Regions from separate parts of the Sus scrofa genome. Here region 1 is linked to region 2. Evidence: chromatin contacts called from public HiChIP or PLAC-seq data. All regions are on one chromosome and are shown on one strand. The core of a region is the stretch at or near the end of the contact, and the rest is flanking DNA. Distances in the headings are between cores, read along the strand shown.

Region 1 (5,721 bases), core at 2,246-4,745, 220 kb before region 2:
AAATGGCTAGGTCAAACAGCCAGATAAAAGTTTATGAGAGTCTGGATATGTTTAACTTTTTGCCTATTATTTTAACTGTTCGTCTCATTAACTACCTAAAATGTTTTATGCAAATTAGTCTGGTGGAATATTTTTATTGAATTTTTTATTTTTAACTGCATATCCTCACCTCAGTATAAGCGAAAAATCTAACCAGCTATAGATCTCATAAAGACAGTAGCTGAAAACAAAATTGACAATAAGCATAATTTTTCCTTAGAAAATGCATATTTCCTTAGAAAAGTGGATATATAAATCCTATATAAATACTTAAGAACCATCTAAAGATGAGATATTTATGAACTTTTCTAGGGCAAACGCAGAACAAGTATATACATCATGACAACAATAAATATCTTTTGCATTAATTGAAAACAAAAGATCTTAGAAGGTTTGTGAGTTTTACAATATGTTGCAACATGTTGCCTTCAATATTTCTTGCATTGTTTGCTAAATGGACACTTAAGAGGCACAGCAATTATTTAGTCTATTCTTTTCCATGTTACCATCACCCTCAATTACAAAATTAATCTACATTTCTTCAGCTTTCATAGAAATACATTTAACTTTATATTCTCAGACCTCTATCAAAAGCCTCTATTGAAAGGATCATGAGGAAAATTCTAGCATCTTTCATAAAATTGCAATTTGATGACATCTTTGTTTGTTTAATGTCCTTCATAACAAGATCTGTGTGGTAAATTTTTCTTTGAGTTCAATGCTAGGCAATATTTGTTTCTTCTAACTAAATTGGTATGTTTCAATTTAGTGGTTAGAAAGAATTATGCAACGTATATTTTTTTTACCAAGAAGTTCGGAGTTAAGTTTTCTACTCAGTTTTAACATCTAGTCATTTTTAAGATTTCAGGTTAATTATTCCCTATCTCTATGCATCGCTTCCACTCCCACAACCCTGTTCATATACTGGCTTTTATTCTTTCTCTATCTTTTTAAAAACTTCCCTGTACTTCATCATAAGCTAATTCAAATCTTTTTTAAAGGAATATAGATAAATAATTTTACATTGTCAAACTTAATGTAAATTTTTTAAAATTTAGCCATTATTGTAATTAAAGCTAATATGTCTGAGTACATAAAATATTGAAGCTTAAATTTGGAATTCCGGTTATGGCTCAGTGGTAACGAATCCAACTAATATCCATGAGGATGTGGGCTTGATCCCTGGCCTAGCTCATTGGGTTAAGGATCCACTGTTGCTGTGAGCTGGTCAAAAACATGGCTCTGATCCACCATTGCTGTGTCTGTAGCAGAGGCAGCTCTGATTCGACCCCTAGCCTGGGAACTTCCATATGCCTCAAGTGCAGCCATTAAAAGCTAAAAAAAAAAAAAAAAAAAAAAAAAAAAAAGCTTAAATTGGACTCTCCCTCTCTCTTTTTCCATAGCGGCGCCAGATCCGAGCCAAATCTGCAACCTATACTGCAGCTCATAGCAACACCAGATCCTTAACCCACTGAGTGGAGCCAGGGATCAAACCTCCATCCTCATGGACACTAGTCGGTTTCATTATTGCTGAGCCACAACAGGAACTCCTGACTCTTGATAAACAATACTCTATCACAAGAGGCAAATGCTACTGATGTGTGTTTATGTAGCTGTAATCTACTGACACATTGTAACAGCAGTATATATGGTTGTTCCCTCCAAATATGTCAAACAGCTCCAACTAGGCACAGGTGTACTCTTATAACAATGCCATGTACTCCAAATACCCTGAAAACTTCCTTTAGATCTATAAGCCATATGATTTTACACTTAAATTTAAAGAAGTGTTCCCTGAATTTATAATCCAAAAAGAAAGGAGTCAGATGTATTTACGGGTGTGGTTTCTGAAGTTTTATACTCTTTTTGACTTTGATTACCCAGATATTTCAGGTCATCTTAAAATATGAAATTTGTCACTCCACGGGCTATGTACATTTTTGACATGTGCTTCAGAAGACCCTAATAAGACAACCACATTAATCTCCTTGACATAGCCTTAGCTGTATACATGCATCAGAAGGACTTAGCTGTGGAAGCCACTACGTAGGAACTGGGACACTCATGCACCCATATGCAGACATTTCAATAGCACTCTTTGGTTCTAATAATATTAGGGGTCAAACCTTCTTCTAGTCACCAATGTCTGTGAACTCTGAGTTCGCTGTAGATAAGTAGGAGAACACCAAGGACTAATGTCAGTGTTGGAAAGTACAAATGTAGGAACAAAAAGGAGGAGGAAGTGTCTTCTGGTTACTGCCACCAGATCATTTTTGGCCTCTGTGCAATAAGTTAGGCCTCTTCTGGGTTGGTTCCAAGTGTACCATGGAAGAAAGCCAGCTCTAAAATTAATATTCTGCTGACCATTTGATCATTTCATGAAAATTGAGAAGGGATGAATTACCTTCTCTTCCTTTTTGGCTTTCTATTCAGGAACCCATGTCATTAAAGCAACTCTATTCTTGCAAAAGGAAGTCAATCATACCTCCGACCTAGAAAACAACTAAAACTAATGTATATGCTAAGAGAAGCATGTTTACCGGGAGACTATCTAAAGGATATGAAATCAGTCCAGTCCTCTAGACAAGCAGTCACAAAGACTGATTTAACCCAAGAAATATTTTGTTTGGTTCACAGTGTATTTTTTAAAAAGTGAGCCAACAGGAGTTCCCGCTGTGATGCAGTGCATTAAAGTATCTGGTGTTGCCACAGCTATGGCAAAGGTTGCAGCTGTGGTTCGGATTCAATCCCTGGCCCAGGAACTTTCATGTGCTATGGGTGCAAGCACTACAAAAAAAAAAAAAAAAAAAAAAGAAAGAAAGAAATTGAGCCAACATTGAAAAATTGTTGAGATTTCAAATATGGAAGGTGGCAACACTGTGCTTAGTGTCCCCATGTGGCAACATCTGCTGGAGCTGAGAAGTGGCAGCTGCTTCCTTTTCTTGAGGCAGGGGCTCTCCAGGTGGTCAAGTCCATACATATCTGCATTTGCTATGCCTGCAAAGATTCTAAAATCAGAAAGGTCAGCAAAGAACTGGATGTCAGGATTGTATTGCTACTGCCACTCTAGTGTCGGTATTGCTTTTACTGATTTTCACTTTGGTGGCTGGCATCAGCCTATATTTAAGGATGCTATAAAACAGTCTTAGAAATTCTAATTCAATTATAGTTAGAGTATGAATTGCATGTCCATTACAAAGTAGAATCTTCTGTGAGGACCACTCTTTCGTAAGGAAATAGTTTCTTCTGGTTTTATCAAGAGGACTAGTTATACTTTTCCTAAGCAAGTGGCTTGTTTTCATCACCTAAATATGCTGTATCTTAACAGGGTATTCCCTTCATATTGGTTGCTAGAAGGTCTAAAGACAAAATTGTAGCCCATTCTTGGTGACTGTGTAAGGTTCAGTGATATATGTGCCCCTTAGCTGCATCTTATAACTTCCTCTTGTTCTTTGCCTGACTTCTCTATTGCTTTATTTAAAAAGTAACTAAATATGGTAGTTCCCATCATGACTCAGTGGAAATGAATCTGACTAGCAAACCTGAGGATGCAGATTCAATCCCTGGCCTCGCTCAGTGGGTTAAGGATACAGCGTTGCTGTGAGCTGAGGTGTAGGTCGCAGACTCAGCTTGGATGTGGAGTTGGTGTGACTGTAGTGTAGGCCAGCAGCTACAGCTCCAATTCAACCCCTGGCCTGGGAACCTCCATATGCTGAGGGTGCAGCCCTAAAGAAATAAAAAAAAAAGTAACAAAATATATTTTAATAGAGGAATAAAAAGAAGAGAGCAAAAATGGAATACCTAGATAATTCCCTTCTGATCCATTCCCACTGAGCCACGACAGGAACTCCTAAAAAAATTTTAAACCTATGAGTTTCATATATTTACACACACAAGTTGTGTAAATATATACACATGTGTGCATGTATATACATATACAGATACACGTGCATATATATGTATAAACATTTATAAATGTACCTTTGAAAACAGATTGAAAAGTTACTTGAAAAATTGAAACAGAATTGGAGGGAAGTTAAGGGAAATGTTCACTCTTTACGTATTTTACATTGTTTAAATTATTTTAAAATGAATGTATTTAGGAGTTCCTGTCATGGCTCAGTGGTTAACGAATCCAACTAGACATTATGAGGTTTCGGGTTCAATCCTTGGCGTTGCTCAGAGGGTTAAGGATCCGGCGTTGCCGTGAGCTGTGGTATAGGTTGCAGACACGGCCTGGATCCCGCATTGCTATGGCTCTTGCGTAGGCCGGTGGCTACAGCTCCGATTTGACCCATAGCCTGGGAACTCCATATGCAGCAAGAGCAGCCTAAGAAATGGCAAAAAGACAAAAAAAGAAAAAAAAAAAAAAAAAAGAATGTATTTAGTTATTTCATTAGTTGACAATTTAGGGAGTTCTTGCTGTGGTGCAGCAGAAAAGAATCTGACTAGTATCCGTGAGGATGCAGGTTCATCCTTGGCCTCACTCAGTGGGTTAAGTATCCGGCATTGCACTGTGAGTTCATAGACGTGTTTCAGATCCTGAGTTGCTGTGGCTGTGGCATGGGCCGGCAGCTGCAGCTCTGACTGACCCCTAGAGTGAGAACTTCCATACGCGCAGATGTGGCCCTAAAAAGCAAAAAAAAAAAAAAAAAAAAAAAAAAAAAAACAAAGAAAAAGAAAAAAGAAAATCTAAATAGGAGTTCCCTTTGTGGCTCAGCTGGTTAAGAACCCGACTAATGTCCATGAGGATGCAGGTTCAATCCCTGGCCTCGCTTAGTGGGTTAAGGATTTGGAGTTGCCTCAAGCTGTGGCATAGGTCACAAATGCAGCTCAGATCCCTCATTGCTGTGGCTGTGGGCTGGCAGCTGAAGTTCCAATTCGATCCCTAGCCCTGGAACTGCAGGTGTGACTTAAAAAGAAAGGAAAACAAAAGAAAATTTAAATGGAAAGTGAATGATCCAAGGGAGCTAAAAGTTCTAATAAAGAAGAATCCCTTTGCCTAAAATACAAATGTTAATTATGAATAAGGGGATATATGTAATGCAAGAAATTCTAAGGACAGATATTTAAACATTTTCTGGAAAGACCTATGAATATTACATTTTAAGAGGTATTTGTATGGTGGTTAAGGGCACTGTATGTGGACTCAGGCTACCTGCTTTTGAATCACCAGCTTTGTCATTTACAACTTGTATGTTCTTGACTTCTCTGACTTCTCTGTGCCTCAGTCTCATCATCTATAAAACACAGATGATAAAAGTAGTACCTGTCTTATACAGTCCCTGGGAAGATCAAATAAGTCAGTATACATAAAACACTTAACAAAGCCCCTGGCCACAGTAAGCACAACATAAACATTTTTATGAGCGTATTATGAATAGACTCACTAACAACACTGTAAGGAAAGAAACTGTCCTTGAAGTCAGAGGAACTGTAGCTATAACACAGTGATTAATCTAGGAGTGATTATATAGAAGAAGGAGGCACAAGGGCAGCAGTCTGATTTTATTATTGCACAGCAAACACACTGTTTTTACCTAAATAAATCAGAGGTGATTTGAAGGAGTTCTAATAGATTTTAGGTTTTCAAGTTTTATAACACAGCAAGCACATTTCTATTTAGATAGTATGTTTCTTTGAGATGACTGCTGGGTGAGGGCAGGCAGTAAAGAAAGGCTT
Region 2 (5,839 bases), core at 1,690-4,189:
CCTTGTAGATTGCCTGAAAAATTTGAAGACATAGTGAAATTATATATTGTTTTAGTAGGTCATGTCATTTTTCTGATGCTGTTTCTCTGAGGTTAGTAATATATTATCAGTCAAACTCTATGATAAAATTCAGTCTGAGAATAGAAAAATTTTGTATCTATGTTAGTTATTTTTCTGCAGTGAACAAACAAAAACTCTCAAAACTAAGTGGCTTAACATTGTTTCTCACAATTTATTGAACCCCCTTGGACAGTCTTCAGCTTGGTTAGTGTAGTGTCAGCTGGGATGATGTTCACATTTTTCTCATCATCTAGCAGGTTAGTGTGGGCTTGTATACATGGTGGTAGTTGCAAGGTTTATAGAGCAGAAAAAGGGCAAGCCTCCTCTTCTGTGTTTGCTAATGTCCTGTTGCCCAAAGGGAATCTGGAGGCTAAACCCAGATTCACTTCTTCATGATAGGAAGTTCAGAAGTGAGCTTACATGCTTACATGCTTGGGAAGAATTTTTAACCATTTGCAATCATCCACATCTGTCTTTTTTCTCCCAGCCCTATTTTGTTCAAATAATCATTTGTATTTATTGTTCTCCTTGTCTTTGATGGTAAAAAAAAAAAAAAAAAACAAAAGATAAGTAAGACAGGAGTTTTATCTGTCAAGGAATAATTGAGGTTTCTGTCTTGTCATCCAGTATTTAATCAGCATGCCCTCTAAACCCTGTGGCAAGTACTGTGAGAATATGAAAACTGGGGCAGTTATCTTCTAATCACCCTTTCCCTTCCCCTAAATTCTAAATATTGTTTATATTTTAGCCTGGTTCTAAGTTGTTTGTATCATATAACTTATGTCAAGTGTTAACTCCTAATTAAATGGCTAATATTTTATTAGTGAAACAATTATTAAATCTGACTTTCTGCAGAGTAAGAGGAGAAAACTAACATTCATCGAATTCATTCTGGGGTCGTTCACTGTGCTGGGTCAATAAAGATGATTTGACATGCCATCCTTGACCATTGCCTGCCTTTGCAATAAATTTTCTTTTTGGCCAATTATGCTTGTCATATTCTCCTTGACTGCTTTTGATCTGATCTATAAAAAATATGATGGCAGGTACCAGATGTTCCAATTGAGAAAGGAGAATTTTTCCTTTATTGTAATAATTTTTAAATGAACAATAATAATTTTATACTTATTTTAGTATATGGATATTTTTGAAATATTGATTCGATGTTAATACTTGTATTTTGATTTGAAAGAATGTCAGATGTGATGGGGAATGGCTCCCCCTTGTGGCGCATTTATTTTTGTTAGATGTTTAGATTGCCTCAGGAACATGGTGAGCTGGTCTTGTTTATTATTTATTTATTTATATATATATTTTTTATTAATGAATTTATCACATCTGTAGTTGTATGATGATCATCACAATCAAATTTGGTCTTGTTTTTTAAAATCAGACTTCCTTCCTTCTTCTCCCCATCCCCCCAAAAACCCCACCAGAATTGAACCAGTAGCCTTTTCTGTCCTCACCCCCTAAATTTTTCATTGTAATAACTATCCTATTTTTGTATTTTCTTCAGATTGATGATAACTGGCTAGAATAATCTATAATATCTTCTATATTTATTATGGATAACTATTATATACTCTAAAAAATTGTAGAATTTTTAGTATACTGGGATATTGATCAGTATACTAAAAGAAAACAGGTAAAAAAGGAAAACAGAAACAAAAAAATTGAGAAGCAGAGTTCCCATTTTGGTGCAGCAGAAGCAAATCTGACTAGTATCCATGAGGATGTGGGTTTGATCCCTGGCCTCCCTCAGTGGGTTAAGGGTCCAGTGTTGCCTTGAGCCTCTGGTGTGTGTTGCAGATGCAGCTTGGATTTGGCATTGCTGTGGCTGTGTTGTAGGCAAGCAGTTACAGCTCCGATTAGACCCCTAATCTGGGAATTTATATGCCGTGGGCGTGGCCCTAAAAAGCAAAAAAAAAAAAAAAAAAAAAGGAAATAAAAACAGGGTTTTTCGTTATTGTTCTTTTGTTTTTTCTTTTTTCGGCTGCACTCACAGAATATGGAAGTTCCTGGGCCAGGGATTGAATCCAAGCCAGAATTATGACCTGTGCAACAGCTGCAGCAACACTGGATCCTTAACTCACTGTGCTACAGCAGTAACTCCCAAGAAAAATGGGTTTTGAAGTCAAAATAGTTTGTCTAATGAGAGGCCAAATAAGTTTTGTTTATTTACTGTGAGACTCTTCAGAACCTTTAATAGTCAGTGTGTATAGTGAACCTCCCATACACGAAGAAGAGTTTTCCATTTCCAAACTTACTAGACTGTAGAATCCTCTCCTCAGGGACTGACATAATCAGGGAACATTTTGGGAAACAGCATTGTTTCAAGTGAGTCAGTCCTCATGGTCTTTTGAATTACTTGTGTCCTTTACTTCTCTTGTTGCACCAATTTTTATAAATAAAATAAGAAAAAGCAGTATTGAGTCCTACCGATTTATTTTTGGCAGATGTATTTCCTGTCAGACTCCATTTTTCTCTGTAGCAAGCTGACCTCAGAATCATGTTTTTTTGTTTGTTTGTTTGTTTATTTGTTTTATGGCTACATGTGGCCTGTGGAAGTTCCCAGGCCCGGGACAGCAGCTTCTGCAACACTGGATCCTTTCACCCAGTGTGCCAGGCCAGGGATCAAACTGCACCTTAACAGCAACCTGAGACACTGCAATTGGATTCTTAACCCACTGTGCCACAGTGGGAACTCCTTTTTTTTTTTAAGATTACATGAGGACTAATGAAAAAAGTTTTAGTTTAAACATAATCTAATTAAGCAGTTCATTTCCCATTAACCAAAATTTGTGAGATATTGTTATTGACACTGGCATTTCAGTTTAGGTTTGTCATTATGATGATACAATACTGATGACCTAGGGGAGTTGCAGCTTTGCTTTTACCCTTGACCTCCTTCCTCTTCTAAATTTGTGGTTTCTTATCCTGTATGATTTTAGAGGTTAGTTAGAATTATACCTAATATAGAAACATGCATGTAAATAAGAGTATACTTCTCTGAGTCATGTCTTTTGTGACATTTATTTTGGCTACTTAGAGATTCTTTCAGAGCTTACCTGTTTCTCCTCCCATTCCACTGCCCGTGAATTGTAATTGTTGGATAGATTATTTTTAGAGAATTCAGGTTTATTTCCTTATGATTGTAGACTTGTGTTTTGTTTTTTTAGGGTTGCACCCATGGCACATGGAAGTTCCCAGGCTAGGGGTCAAATCGGAGCTGTAGCCGCCAGCCTACACCACAGCCACAGCAACATAAGATCCAAGCCGCATCTGTGACCTAACCACAGTTCGTGTCAATGCCAGGTCCTTAACCCACTGATCGAGGTTAGGGATCGAACCTGCTTCCTCTTGGATGCTAGTCATAATTGTTTCCACTGAGCCATGATAGCAACTCCTACTAGATTTTTTTTTTTTTTTGTCTTTTGTCTTTTTGAGGGCCATACCTGTGGCACATGGAGGTTCCCAGGCTAGGGGTCTCATTGGAGCTGGAGCCGGCCTATGCCACAGCCACAGCAACACCAGATCCAAGCCGCGTCTGTAACCTACCCCGTAGCTTATGGCAATGCTAGATCCTTAACCCAATGAGCGAGGCCAGGAATCGAGCTCACAACTTCATGGTTCCTAGTCATATTCATTTCTGCTGCACCACCACAGGAACTCCCCTAGGTTTATTTTTGTTATATGTAATAGAGGAAACTGGGTATTTGCTTTATGATATTGCCGTATCATAGGTGTCACATCAGTCAAGGAGTACTATTTCCTGTTTTTTGTGAATAGTGTGTGGATTATAGTCTTATTTTTTAAAGTAACTTAAGTGTTATCTATATATTTCATTAAGTGGTACATGCTTTTTGAATTTGATATATGTAATTTTCTGTGTTTGAAACAATACATTAATGGCTCAAACTGATTTAGTATATGTTTGAAAAATTAGGTTATTAATCTAAAGTGTTGTATTAAATGGTATGTAATTAAAAGTTACAGTGTGTTTTATTTATTTTAATTGGGGTATAATTGATTTACAATATTAAATTAGTTTCAAGTGTACAACATAATTGCTTCAAAATTTTTATAGGTTTTACTCCATTTAAAGTTATTATAAAATATTGGCACTATCCCCATGCTATGTAATATACATTGTAGCTTATTTATACATAAGAGTTTGTATTTTTTTTTTTTTTTTTTTTTTTTTTTTTTTTACTTTTTAGGGCTGTACCCACAGCATATGGAGGGTCCCTAATCAAAGCTATATCTGCTGGCCTACACCACAGCTCAACGGCAACGCCAGACCCTTAACCCACTGAACAAGGCCAGGGATCGAACTCACAACCCCATGGTTCCCAGTCAGATTCGTTTCATGCCACAAGAGGAACCCCAAAAATTTGTACTTCCTAACTCCCTGCCCCTGTCTTGCCCCTTTACCCTCCCTTCTCCCCAGGGGTAACCACCAATTTGTTTTCTATACCTCTGAGTCGGTTTCTTTTTTGTTATATTCATTAGTTTTATTTTTTAGATTGCAGATGTAAGTGATAACATACAGCATTTATCTGTCTGACTTATTTCACTTAGCGTGATACTCTCCAGGTCCACCCACATTGTTGCAAATAGCAAAATTTCATTATTTTTTAATGGCTGAGTAGTATTCCATTTTATATATACCACATCTTTGTTATCCATTCACCAATAGTTGAATGCCTGTATTGCTTCCATATCTTGACTCTTGGAAATAATGCTAGTATTGTTACTGAATGCAAGTCTGTGTGCTCAATGCACAATGAGGCCAAACAATACCAAAATGTTGGAGTTTACAGCAGGGAAAGGTTTATTATAGAGCCATGAAAGGAGACAGGTAGCTCATGACTTAAAAATTCAAACTCCTTGAAGGCTTTTAGCAAAGCCTTCCATAGGAAAGGTGTGGGAGGGGTGGGGTTAGTTGTTAGTGTGAGATCCTTTATTCTTGTAGCTGTCCACACAGTTCAGGTCAGGTCACAGTGTTCTGCAGACCTTCATCAAAACAAATATTTTCTGATCTGCAACTTTTTAATCTAAAGCTGTAATAAGTAAGGGAAAGGAGGCATTAAATTTTGTCCCCATGTCTCCTTGTGACTTTGAATACTTAAGAAATTCTGTAAGCAAAGTGACATCATTGCTCTCATCTTACTTGTTCAAGGTCCAGAGCATCAATTTTTGCCCTCCAGGGTGTAGGCCACAGCTAGGATGAGGGGGACCAGGGCATGGGCTGGTCATGCTGCCTGGGGACATTCGTCCATCGCCTGGTCTGGATCCTTCCACCAGTGCCCAGGCAGGCAGATTTCAGCTGGTAACTCCCTCCAGGCCAGGTCCTCAGACCCTGCCCAGCTGTCAACACTGAGGGAGCAAGACAGCCAGGACTCAGCCAGCCCTTAGACTCCTTACGCCAAGCAAACAGTGGCCTGGTCCTGCAGACTGCAAACCCAAGGAGATTGCTGCCACCATTAAGTCTCAAAGATGGAGCCTGGGTGAGCTGAGGGCCCAGGGAGAAGCTGAAGGTGTGTCCCGCAGAGCTCCAGAGCGTTCGTTGCAGCCACCCACTAGCCGGATTTTCTGGAGGGCACCAGGGAGAAAACCAGGATTTGCTTCTTACCACACTCTGCTGAGAGGACCACTGTTGGCAGAGCAGGACCTCTAATGGTCCTGTGTTAATAGTCATGCGCTAATGGTCTCAAACTAACCACCTGTGCACTAATAGCTGCATGCCTGCCCTGCCTCTGTTACACTGTGAACATTG

Evidence for each region. HiChIP or PLAC-seq counts read pairs in DNA pulled down with a chosen protein or histone mark.
Region 1: a contact with region 2 is called in an H3K27ac HiChIP or PLAC-seq map of alveolar macrophages. The contact joins two enhancer-like sites. A contact is called at or near these places in 1 of 47 Hi-C or Micro-C datasets (epiblast stem cells) and 1 of 2 datasets of contacts at active chromatin or transcription factors (alveolar macrophages).

Annotation. Positions count from the first base shown.
Region 1 is chr9:102,605,430-102,611,150 of Sscrofa11.1, reverse strand. It overlaps LOC102167907 (a long non-coding RNA gene), which reads right to left. Exons shown (of 3, transcript XR_001299008.2): 3 at 2,841-3,047. Among named protein-coding and RNA genes, the nearest start is that of PTPN12, 44 kb to the right of the region's middle. Within about 2 kb of position 3,495, at least 1 of the 83 cell types and tissues checked has an H3K27ac peak or open chromatin away from gene starts, as enhancers often do. A contact at or near this core is called in alveolar macrophages, where this site is marked.
Region 2 is chr9:102,389,356-102,395,194 of Sscrofa11.1, reverse strand. The region is part of intron 3 of RSBN1L (round spermatid basic protein 1-like protein); the gene reads left to right. Among named protein-coding and RNA genes, the nearest start is that of RSBN1L, 43 kb to the left of the region's middle. Within about 2 kb of position 2,939, at least 2 of the 83 cell types and tissues checked have an H3K27ac peak or open chromatin away from gene starts, as enhancers often do. A contact at or near this core is called in alveolar macrophages, where this site is marked.